2 separate regions of the Sus scrofa genome follow, and region 2 is linked to region 1. Evidence: chromatin contacts called from public HiChIP or PLAC-seq data. All regions are on one chromosome and are shown on one strand. The core of a region is the stretch at or near the end of the contact, and the rest is flanking DNA. Distances in the headings are between cores, read along the strand shown.

Region 1 (6,099 bases), core at 1,731-4,230:
ATAAGCTGCAATGTTAAGAGAGAGAGAAGGGTTTTCCTTAATATGTACATGTATATATCTGGAAAAGAATGAAAGAATATCAATGTGTTCAGAGTGGTTAACACTCAGTGGGTAGCAGAATTTTGGGTGTCCCTTTTTTTGTTTTTTCCCCTCACTTTTCTCTAAGAAATGTGGAATTAAAGAGCTTGAAGAGTAGGACAGAGAAGAGGAAAGAAAGGATGGAAACTAAGAAACAGTAGTTTAAGGCCTTAAAGGAGGTAGGCCTTTAAGTAAACCCTAAATCTTCACAGTAACAATCAATGTAGTTATTACCATCTCATTTTTACAGATGCTGAAACCAAGGCTTAGAGAGGCTGCAATTAGATTGCTCAGAGATAGCAACTGAAAGGCAAGCTCTAATTCTAAAGCACATAATCTTTCGATGTCAAGATGATGATCTACTCAAGTTTACACTTGCATAAAAGCTGGAGAAAAGACAAGAGTAATTTGGTTTCTCTTTCCTTTTATCCCCACCACCTTTCCCCCAATAAGCAGTAAATGTATTGATATTAATCTCATTATATAGTCCATCATGCATGTAAGACACAAAGTGCCTGCATTATCCAATTCCTCAGAATCTACTTCTTGTCAGTGCAACAACTGTTTTAAGCATCTTAGCTAAGCATTCTAGCCTCTTGGACCTGACTTAAACATTAGTACTGATAGCTGTACAGAAATAACAAGAGTCATTGCCATTAACATGCCAATGGAATTATTTTCCTGAATCAAGATCAGGAAGAAGTCCTGCATGTTGCTATTTATGGCTGGAAATGGGAGCACTATTAAATAAACGGAGGATCTCTTTTCCACTTACACCTTCTCACCCCAAAGACCTTAAGACGAAGGGGACAGAGAGTGAGAGAGAAGACCAGAGAATCATAAAGATAAAAAGCTAGGGGAAATTGGAATTAATATTTATCATATTTTAAGTTTACATAACTGAAATCACAAGCTTTATTTCAGCAGATAAATCAAATGTGTCAGAAACAATGCGTTAACTACATTAACATCTGTATTTTTTTGTGCTTACAAAACATAGTCTGTTTATCCCAAATCAGTGACACTGATTCATTAAAAACAACACTGTACATATCAATATTTGAAGAGTTCAATGACTGTATGGAAAAAATACCAAAATGGTTTAGCTCTAAAGACTATTGACCAGCTTTTATAAGTGGAAATAAAATGTGTACTTTACCTGTCAAGATTTAAAGTTCCTGTGTATATAAACTCCAACAGTTTCTGAAATCCATCAGCCTTCACCTGACTCTGATCAAGAAAGACATTGTTCTCAGAAGTGCTTCTGTAGATCGCACCAAAATACTCACTAAAGGAGGCAAGCACATTCCTATGAGCTTTAAACTGGAATTCCCCAATCACTATGGTGCAGTCACAAAGAAAACCAGCTTCCCGTTGTTTGTTCAGTCTCTCTAAAAGGTGCTCACAGTGGTGCGAATACTGCATTTTGATATCACAAACGAATTTTACCCTTGTTCTAAAAAACAAAAATAAATAGTAAATTAGTAAACCTAAGCTGTCATCAAACTTTTCACGCAACAAGAATAAAGTCTGTTCTCATTTTACGTCCCCAGAAAATTCACAGATATGGTTAAAAAATGCCGAAGGGACAAATGCCTTCCTAGCTTTTATTTCATCTTGGTCAACTAACACAATCCTTTGGACGCGGTAATAAATGGCGACGCGAGAAAATATTTCCACAAAGCGGGGAAAAAAAGGAAAAAAAAAAGCACTGCAAAATTCCACGCTTTTGGATCAGCTGAACTTTCACTTTCAAGCTCAGTAGGCAAACATATATTTGGGAGAAAAAATCAACCACTAAAAGAATGATCGTTGGGGCAAACTGAGTAAGGACACGGTACGAGGTCTTGAAAACTGCTCCCCAATGAAACCTGTTACATAGTGGCTTCAAAACGCTAGACGGGTGCCGAGGGGGCAGGGCCAAGAGTTGTCAAAGGTTAGGTCACTCACCCCGAGGAAGCCACACCCCTTCCTTCCCCACTCGAGGTGGTATCATAGGGTGACAACCAAAGCCGATCTCTCCTGGTTTCTGCCTCCCTGCCCTTCGCCCAGCTCCCACTCCCGCGAATTCCCACAGCAGAGGTTGTGGCCAAGGCCAACACCAGGACTGCCTCGCCCGAGCTTTCAACGTTAACACTTGGCTCCGACAACAGCTCGCGCTCCAAGGAACCTGCCCTCTAGTGACCCAGGATCTGGAGGGAGCTGGGATGGCGGGCTGGGGGCAAAGACAGAACTCACCTATAGCAACCCAAGGGGAAACACTGTTTCTTCACTCTCACTCCGCCATATTGGAAGGACGTCACTGGGCTACGCTCCGCCTCTCCCTTCCTACTCCAAGGCGACGTCACATCCGGCTCTGGGAGATCCGTGGCAACAGCGTAGGCTCTTAGGACCGTGGAGATCTAACACCCGCCTGGAAGAGGCTGGCGCACAGAGAACCCCCTCCCTAGCGGGCCAGGAGACCCGGAAACTGGAGAGTCATAGATACGAGATCTAAGGGGACGCTCACAGCGCCCCGCCTCTCTTCCTCATTCTGAGCATTCTGGTTGGCTGACCGTCAGCATCTCGCGCACGACTCGTGTTGCCGGCCAAGGCTGCTTTCCGCTGCACAGCGCGCCTCTTTCCGGGAGCCAAATTGTGCATTGCATGCTGGGGCTTGTAGTTAGTTGCTCGACTTCTCCCATCAGCCTCACCTTTCTTGAGGCCCCACCGGTGGGAACAGCTGCTTTATATACTTGGGCTCTCGACCATGGGAATTTTTGAGCTGAGACTGATCACTCCTTTTTAGTTTACCTACCCAAAAGCTCTTGTTTGCATCAGCCAACCGGAATCCAGTTTGCAGGATACCCTTACCTGGTGTTGGAAGCCTGGGATGCACGAAAGCGGTGCAAAGCAGTAGGGCATACTGGGCATGCGCGTGGGGAAAGGTGGGCTTTATACCGGAAAATGTTCTGCGTCTGGACTAGAAAAACTTTAATACAATGATTTACGTTGTATTCAGATTTTGTACAGTGAGGGAAAGGGGTGCCGCTTATCTGCATAAAATGAAAAGACAGAAACAGTAAGATAAGTCATGCTGATATGTTAGGGTGAATTATACCACGCTTGGACATTATAAATCTAAGAAAACCAAAACTTCAACATTTTTTTCTTGTTAAAAGTTATATGAGGATCGTAGGAAGTTTACTCGCGACTTTATTTTTCAGGACAGTGTCAACTTGAGTTTCTTTTCTTCTCTCCTGAGATTTTTTTAAAAAAACAGATTCCGTTTGGTCTCTAAGTTTTCCTCAGTATGAATCATATTTTTGAATAAAACCACAACCGTTAGGAAAAAAAGAGGCTGGTTCTTTCTTGATTTTATGTTTATAAGTATAATTTTCTTTCTGATTGCACTTTTAGTTTTGTCAGAATCCTTTTTGGTAATTAATTCACTCAGATATTTATGAGCCTCTGCTATGTGTTGAACAGATATTGAGTATTTAGAAGTATAAAACATGGTCTCGGGTTTAGATAAATCTGTAATCTCAAGTGGAAAACCAAATGACTTGTAATACAGAGTCCTCAAGGGCTCCAGGGCTCCAGTTTTTGTGCTGTGTTTGATTACCTTGTTGTGGAAACTGGACCTCTCTGTCCACCAGTGCTGAATAGAAACAGGGAGACAAGAGTTTTGGGTGAAGGAGAAAAGTAACAGCTTTATTGCTTTGCCAGGCAAAGGAGGGCTATAGCAGACTAATGCCCTAAAGACTGTGCCCCCCTTTGGGAGAGAATAGGAAGTGGTTTTATAATTTGGAAGTAGAAAAATAGGGCCACAGATAAGGATCAGGGAAAATGCTGGCTTGCATTGTTTTTCAAAGTTGGTGTTTTTGTGACCCCAGGACTGGTTCTAGTGGTCCTTCTTTCCAGAATGAACAATCCTTCATCAGGTAGTTAACATCTTCCATTTGCTAGGGTCTTTTAGTTCTTTATCACATACACTGATAGTTAAGTCCACAAAACAAAGGATGGCACAAATCAACCGGGAATGCAGCCACCTCGGAGGCTGAACCTCGGAGCCCTGTGGGAACTCAGGAAGGAAACAAAGAATACCTGCCATCTAGCAACCACTCCCGAGAGCGAGCCCCCCCACCCTGCCCTCCTTGAAACTCAGGCTGTGAAAACACAGAACACTGGTGGAGATGCACATCAAAGGATGATTTCAGTGAGCCTAGACATTTGCATTCTTTCATAGAAAAGCGCTAAATTTCCCAACTTTAGATATCTGGTTTTCTGTAATCTTTCCTTCCTACTACCTGCCCTTTGGCACTCAAGGGAGGTCAAGGAGGCTGAATGAGGCCTATTTCCTAAAAAGAAATGGGGACAGAGAAAGGCTTTTGTGCCCAGGAGCCCCAAAGGGCCCTGCCCGGTAATGTTACCAGGCTGTACATTACATTATTTTTTCAGTATTAGGTTGTGAGATGTATTTAAATAAAACAAGCAATTTGAAATTTCCAAGATACTGCAAGTTTCTATCAAGATTATGTTTTACTGCAAGTTTCTATCAAGATTATGTTTTTGAAGAACATAATTTCATAAAACAAAGAGGGAGGAAAAGAAACAAAGGCACTGTTTCCGCCCGGTTTCGAACCGGGGACCTTTCGCGTGTTAGGCGAACGTGATAACCACTACACTACGGAAACCTTCCTAGTAACAAGCTCTCTGAAGTTTGTTGATATCGCTATTGTAACATGCAGCTTGAGCACTTCAAAGTAGATAAAGGAATTTTAAACAGATCAACAAAACAAACGAACAAAAAAAGGAAAATAAGCATAGATCCAATTAAATAGTACCACTATTTCAAAAGTTAGAATTTGCATATGCTTTTTTCAAAGGTAGTTAGAAACCCGGCACGCGTTATGTGCCTTTCTTTTGGGTTTAATTCCCTCCACGGAAAAGAAGTGTTGTATTAGTTTCTTTTCTCCTCGTTTAGCTGCTGAGAGTCCCGGATGAGTTTTAGGGCTTTGGCCGGCTAAGAAGGACCCGCAGCACGCGAACTCGCGCACCAACCTCCTTAGCAGTCATTTAGCTAGCGAGAAAGTAACCGGTTCAGCCTCTGGTGAAGGGATGTGTCATTAGCTTTTGAATCTTCTCTCCTGCTTAGGTACTTGCTTTAAAATCTTCTACATGGTGTGTAAAATTGAGGGGGTTAAAAAAAAATAATAATCAGACACCAAGATGCACTTTGGCGCACAATGAACATAAATTTTTCTAAGTCCGAACTTCATATGACGTACTGAATATCGTTTTCCCCGTGAAGAAGCAGACACATTCTTCTGCCTAAAAATCAAGAACTTTTAGGGAACCAGAAATGAGCTTCCATATTACACTGCAGGGGGTGGGGGGATAACGTAATGGGAGTGCTAAAAAAAATTTTTTTTTAATGTTTCTACTATTTTGGTTTTGAGTACATTTTACTTAGAAACCACGAGAAACACAAACTATTGCCCAGTATATATAAAAACCATAATCAAAGTATTTTAAATCCACTTTAAATAATAGCACTTTTTTCCTTTTTATTTTTAGAAGTTGACGAGGGTTTCAGAAGCATAGGCTGTGCTTCCCCTCTTAAAACTTTCACCTGTCAAGGCTCTCCACCTTTATTCCAGTTTCTAGGGCTCATTTCGGGGCTTCCCATAGGTCCCTGGACCTATTAATCAGAATTTAATGGCTCTGAGAAATAAAACCTTTTATGTTTCATTGAAGTACTAGAGAAAGCCTCTCGTGAAGGATTAGATTTTTATCTTTGGGGAGGACAATCGGGTTTTCCCGATATTGGTATTCCAGGATTCCAACGGGAAAGGAGTAGTCCATCCCGGGTGAGACGCAACCGTGGGTGGCACTTCAGACCACACCTTGAGTCCACACAGCCCACGGGCTTGGGCTGTCGCCGCACCAGCCCCGCTCAGGCCCCGTGGGGCCGTGCGGGGGCCTCTATGACGCGGCGTTCCAGGCCCTCGGCCCCCGCTCATCACTTTGCGCGCTTCC
Region 2 (6,455 bases), core at 877-3,376, 480 kb before region 1:
GTCAAATCAAAGGTAAGGTAAAGAAAGCAAAGTTTTTCCCAAAGTACATATCTATTGTTTTATTTTTTTTATTTTTTTTAATTTTTTTTATTTTTTTGTCTTTTGTTGTTGTTGTTGCTATTTCTTGGGCCGTTCCCGCAGCATATGGAGGTTCCCAGGCTAGGGGTTGAATCGGAGCTGTAGCCACCGGCCTACGCCAGAGCCACAGCAACGCGGGATCCGAGCCGCGTCTGCAACCTACACCACAGCTCAAGGCAACGCCGGATCGTTAACCCACTGAGCAAGGGCAGGGACCGAACCCGCAACCTCATGGTTCCTAGTCGGATTCCTTAACCACTGCGCCACGACGAGAACTCCCATATCTATTGTTTTAAAATCAGGACCTCCTTGATCGATTTAAGCAAAAACTCTGTTACTGTCCAAAATAACTCCTCTAAACTACTCCTGAACACCATCAAGCTAATGAACAGAGAGGGGTCAGAGGCTTCAAGGTAGCAAACTAGTACATCCTTACATCAAATCAGTAAGACATTTAGGGGCTAATATTTCCTTTGAAATCAAAACAAGACAGACATTTTGGAAGTTTGCTATCTTCACTGATCCTCTCAGGAATGTAAAAGTATGCATTGCAGTTTCAAACCTCCTAATGCTTGAGTTTTTTAAAGTAATTTACTTCTGCTTGGACAAGCAGTAAGACAAGCCAAAGTGGTTTTTTGTTAACCCTTAGTTTCAAACTCTTATGCTCACACTAACATTTCACCTTTCTAAGGCACCCGAATATAATTATCTCAAAGAAATTTCAAACCACAACTACATAAAGGGAAGGGGACACTTTAGGTCACTGATTACGGAATATGATTTAATGCAACGATTTTAGGACTGGATTATTTCTGGGAACCACAGTAATTATAACTTAGGTAATAATAAGAGTAAACATCACAGATTTAAAAACTGTGCCTAGGCTGGTCCTCTTCTCACAGTATTTCACCGTATCGGACAGTTTTTGAAGCAACACTAACAAAGAAGTCTTCACAAATTTAAATTTACACATGTACATACAACCTAATCTTGGCAAGACAATAAATACCTAATGCATATCCCTGAAAACTCATCGAGTTTACTCAAACAATAGCTCCTATGTCTAACATACTGGCAGCCTAACCACAGTCCAGACACACTTCACGAACTCTTCTCTAAGATAGACAAACCTGACTTGGAGAACCAGAGGCTTTAGGCCTGCTGGTAGTCAAAAGGGTCAGCAAACGGAAGCAGTCCTGTCTTTTAAACCCAAAGTAAATTTAGTTAACTAAGGCATCACTCAGAACCAACTCTCAACCCCCCATACATCCAGACTTAAAGATGTAAAGATCTCGTAAATCTCTTGGAAGGCGAGTTTCTCGAACCCACTAGGTGGACCTAATCTACTTCAAGGCTCCTCCCTCGGATCCTACTCAGGACCCTCAGCCGCGTGATCCCGGGCGCCCGACACCACACCTTGGGGGTGCCCCAAGCCAGAGCCCCATGCTCCTCCCCGGACCACTTGGTCACCCATCTGGAGTCCCTAGAGTCGCCCGCTAAGACCAACCCTCCCACCAGATCTCCAGCCCCTTACCCGCCCCTCCTCCGGGCCAAGTCGAGCTGACCTTTCCCCTCCCCTCCCACTCTAACCCATACCCCAGGACACTCACCCGCGGTAGTAGGCTTTCACCCGAACCTGGTGAGAATGGTCCCCGCTGCCGCCGCCTGCGATCGGGTGAGACATGGTACTGCTGTCTCTCTGGGTCGGCATCTCCTTACTCCCCCGCCTCAACGCCAGAGGCCGAGGGTGCGGGGGGCGCGCCCGGCACCGTAGGGGACTCCGCAGCCCGAGCCTTCCCCGGAGCCGCAGCTGCCCGCTCGCCTACCTGTCCACCCCGCCCGCGGCGCGGACCCAAGGGTCGCCTCGCTGGGGCAGCCGGAACCGCGCGGCTCCTCCCACCGCCCGCGGCCGCCACTGACTCTACTGCCGCCCAGGCCCAGCACGCCTCCCGCCTCCGCCCCTCCCACCTCGCTTGCTCCAAAGGCCCACATTCCGGGGGAGAGCGGGTGTAACCATCCTATTCCAACTCAAGGAGCCTCAATGCCCGGCTGACCCATTTTTACGGGGACGGAAAGGGGAGAAAGGATGGAGGATGCTAAATATCACATCAAGTTCTTCAGCAGGGGGCCTTTCGTGGAAGCTGTGATTGAGAGAATGTCAAGACTTAAGTAACTACAATTCTGTAAAAAGCCCTTCCCCGCAAGGAAAATGGTAGGAGACAAATGCTGCGGCATCTCACCCCTGTTTCATCACTTGGTCGCGTCCGAGGTCAGCCGACTTGGGACTCGTAAGGTAATTGTCCTGCGGGTTTCTGGGATTTGGAGTCCCCATGGGATTCTGGGACTTGAGGTTCCTTACATGTAGAGGGCCCCGCCTTCTCGCTGACAGTCTGTCTGTCTTCAGCTTGTGTCCCTGGGACCCTCGTCGTGGAAATCCTGAATGCAGCTTGGGCATCTGAGGGCATTGGAAATGACTGGGCTTCATCACCATCTAGACCTTGTTCCCTGGTGAATGCTCCCTTCCAATTGCATAAATCATTTCAATTATCCAGTGCCCTTTTCGGAAAGAAGAATTTGATTACCTGATCAGCATAGACTCTTTCTTGCAAAGAATTTAATATATTTAACAAATGTAATAATGAATGCAATAAAGAAGGAAACTAAAATATAAGTATAATGGGAGTTCCCATCATGGCTCAGCAGTAATGAACACAACTAATATCCATGAGGATTTGGGTTCAACCCCTGGTCCTGCTCAGTGGGTGAAGGATCCAGGGTGTCCCCTGTGCTGTGGTATTGGTCACAGACGCTGCTGGGATCTGGCTTTGCTGTGGCTGTGGTGTAGGCCAGCAGCTGCAGCTCTGATTCCACCCCTAGCCTGGGACCTTCCATATGCCAAAAATAAGGCCCCCCCAAACCAAAGTGTATACACACACATATGTATATATATATGTGTATATATATATGATGGAAAACTGTCTTCTTGTTTTGCTGCCCCCCAAATGCCCTTGTGCATTGCCATTTACTAGGAACAGATGCACAATGAATACTTAGCCAATCAATCCAGTTAGCTATCTATCCATCAGCATTTTTTCTAACATCAACTATCTTCCATAGTGGCTATACCAATTTATTCCCATCCTAATTTCTTTTTTTTTATTATTTGTTGCTAGTGTATAGAAATACAATGATTTTGCATACATCTTCAATCCTACAAGCTTGCTGAACTCATTTATTAATTCTAACAGTGTTTTGGGTGGATTCCTTAGAATTCCCTATGTACAAGATTACATCATTTTCAAATACAGATTAATTTACAACTTCCTTTTCAATCTGCATGATTTCTTTCTTTTTCTTGCCTGATTGAATTAGCTAGAACCTCTAGTACTGTGTTGAATAAAGAGGCTATGTTAACATCCTTGTATTATTCTCAGTCTTATGTGGATATTTCAGTCTTTCACCATTAACTGTGATAATTGCTCTAGATTTTTTTGCAGATGCCCTTTATCAGGTTGAGGAAGTTCCGTTCTATTCCTAGTTTGTTGCCTGTTTTTATTACGAAGTATTTTGAGGTTTTTTTCAGTGATTTTTCTTTGTCTATGGAGATTATCATGTGATTTTGTGTTTTGTTCTATTAATGTGTTATGTGACATTAATTAATTTTTAGATGTAAGCCAACCTTGCACTCCTGGGGGAAATTCCTATGACATATAATCCTTTTTAATATGTTGCTAGATTCAATTTGCTAATATTTTGTTGAGGAATTTTGAATCTATACTCTCGAGCATAGTTTCCTTTAGTTCTTTAAACATATTTATAATAGCTGCTTTGAAGTGTGCGAACTCCAATGCATGTGTTCTCTTGCACAGTTTCTGTGTGTATGGGTCCTGTTGCCTGTTTCTTTGTATGCCTCATAATATTTTTTTGTTGCAAACTCTACATTTCCATTGTAGCAATTCTAAAGACTGATCTCACTTGGCTCCAGGGCTGGTGGTTGTTATTGTTTGCTTATTTATTTGTGAGTTGGCCAGAATAGATGAAGTCTATTTCCCCATTATGCAGTCTATAATGTCTCTCCTCAGAGGGTACAGCTTTGGCATGCACGTTATCACCCTGACTCCTTGTCCCTTCTCTGGGGAGTGATAGTGGGTTTTAATCAGGTTCTCTTTGACTGCCTCTTTCCCTCATCTCCCCATCAAGCTGGTTTGCCTAAATGGATATAGCTCCCAGCTGTAAGCCTCCACAGATTGACATCTGATTGCTCCTGTGTTTTTGACAATGCCGTGGGGCATAAAACTGTTCCATAGTCTGATTCAGTGGTCAATTTTTGTTTATAACTTTCACAGTTATGATTGTTTCATTGGGGAGAGTATACAAGGAGCTCCTTATGTTTCCATTCTGGAAGTGCTCTGACACTAATTTTTAAAGTCAATGTGATGCAATTAAAACAGATAAAGGGCGCAAACAGTTAAGCATATGGGATGATCAGGGTACAGATTATTTTTAGTAACAAAATACTGGAACCTATTGAGCCATCTCTATTTTTTTAAGGTAGATGTACATTTTATTATTTATTTATTTATTTATGGCTGTGCCCACGGCATGCAGATGTTCCCAGGCCAGGGACTGAACTCACGCCACAGCTACAGCCAGAGCCACAGCAGTGACAGGTTCTTAACTAGAGGAGCCATAAGGAAACTCCAAGCCATCTCTCTGGCGTTGCCATGAGTTGTGGTGTAGGTTGCAGACGAGGCTCCGATCTGGCATTGCTGTAGCTGTGGTGTAGGCCGGCAGCTATAGCTCTGATTAGACCCCTAGCCTGGGAACCTCTATATGCCTCGGGTGTGACCCTATAAAGACAAAAGCCAAAAAAAAAGGAACTTGGCATCACATTAGTCATATCTTTAGGAAAATTTTGCTTCCTTTTTACTGATTGAGCTGCTCTAATTAGGAAATGTCTAATCATGTAGTCCCCGTCATGGCTCAGCCGTTAATGAGCCCGACTAGTATCCATGAGGACGTAGGTTCGATCCCTGGCCTCCCTCAGTGGCTTAAGGATCCAGCATTGCCGTGAGCTATGGTGTAGGTCACAGACATGGTTCAGGTCCTGTGTTGCTGTGGTTGTGGTGTAGGCTGGCAGCTACAGCTCCAGTTGGACCTCTAGCCTGGGAACTCCATATGCTGCGGGTGCAGCTCTGAAAATACAAAAAGAAAAAAAAAAAGGAAATGTCTAATCAGAATAGGTACATTTTTATATTAAATCTTTTTTTTTTTTTTTTTTTTTTTTTTTGCTTTTTAGGGCCGCACCCGTGGCATATGGAGGTTACCAGACTAGGGGTCCAATGCGGAGCTATATCTGCTGGCCTACACCACAGCAATGCTAGATCTGAGCTGTGTCTGCTACCTACACCACAGCTCACAGCAATGCCGGATCCTTAACCCACTGAGCAAGGCCATGGATCGAACCCGAAACCTCATGGTTCCTAGTTGGATTTGTTTCTGCTGGGCCACAACGGGAACTCCTTTGTATTCAATCTTTTTTTTTTTTTTTCTTTGTATACAATCTTAATTAGCCTCACCAGTGTGTTCTGCAGCCAGGATCATAAGAAAATTTGTTTGCTGTGTTCTTTATGTCATCTAGTAAACCCTGTTGCTAGATCTTTGGTCCCTGTTTCTCTCTCTCTTTTTTTGGCCATGCCTATGGCATGCAGAAAGTCCTGGGTGAGGGTTCAAACCCACACCAGAGTAGTGACCAGAGCCACAGATGGCTATTTCTCAACTGAGAATCATATAATACAAAATGGGAAGCCAATGCATTTGAACAAGTCTGCCAGAGTGTATTTTCTTTCTGTTGTACTTAAAATGGTGCTTACTAGTTCCTTCAACTTGGGTAAGCCTGCCTCCCTTAAACTACTACTTTTCAGTGATTTTACTAAGGATGTGATGATGTCATTAAAAGAGGAAAAAAGTATTTAAGCTGCTAGTCCTGTTCATTTGGATGGAATTTTCGACCTGTGAAAATAAATATTGGGCACTAGACTGAATTACACGTAATTTTGGCTCATTGCAATGATGTTAATAGGAAAAAAGATTAATGCTGAAATCCAGGAGTTCCCCAGTGGCTCAGCAGGTTAAGGCTCCAGCATCATCATTGCTGTGGCTCTGGTCGCTGTTGTGGCACAGGTTCAGGAAACTTCTGCATGCCACAAGTGCAGCCAAAAATACATAAAGTTTAAATATACCAATTTAAGGTATTTAAAATACTTTTGGCCAACATTCTCACATTTTGTCATTACCTAGTGCTTGTCCCAACATGGAGCAAAGAAATAACCTGCTTGGAGAATAGCGAATGAGATAATAAACAGTAGACACAGGTC

The links. HiChIP or PLAC-seq counts read pairs in DNA pulled down with a chosen protein or histone mark.
Region 2: a contact with region 1 is called in an H3K27ac HiChIP or PLAC-seq map of alveolar macrophages. The contact joins the promoter of PRKCI here to the promoter of MYNN in region 1. A contact is called at or near these places in 1 of 5 promoter capture datasets (liver), 3 of 47 Hi-C or Micro-C datasets (heart right ventricle, liver and skeletal muscle) and 2 of 2 datasets of contacts at active chromatin or transcription factors (alveolar macrophages and skeletal muscle).

Annotation. Positions count from the first base shown.
Region 1 is chr13:108,432,075-108,438,173 of Sscrofa11.1, reverse strand. It overlaps MYNN (myoneurin), which reads right to left and starts at 2,980. Exons shown (of 7, transcript XM_005669990.3): 1 at 2,317-2,980; 2 at 1,238-1,534. The coding sequence starts at 1,503. ACTRT3 (actin-related protein T3) reads left to right here and starts at 3,808. Exons shown (of 2, transcript XM_003358668.4): 1 at 3,808-6,099. TRNAV-AAC (a tRNA gene) reads right to left here and starts at 4,754; the gene lies at 4,682-4,754.
Region 2 is chr13:108,908,689-108,915,143 of Sscrofa11.1, reverse strand. It overlaps PRKCI (protein kinase C iota type), which reads right to left and starts at 2,126. Exons shown (of 18, transcript XM_021069795.1): 1 at 1,689-2,126. The coding sequence starts at 1,789.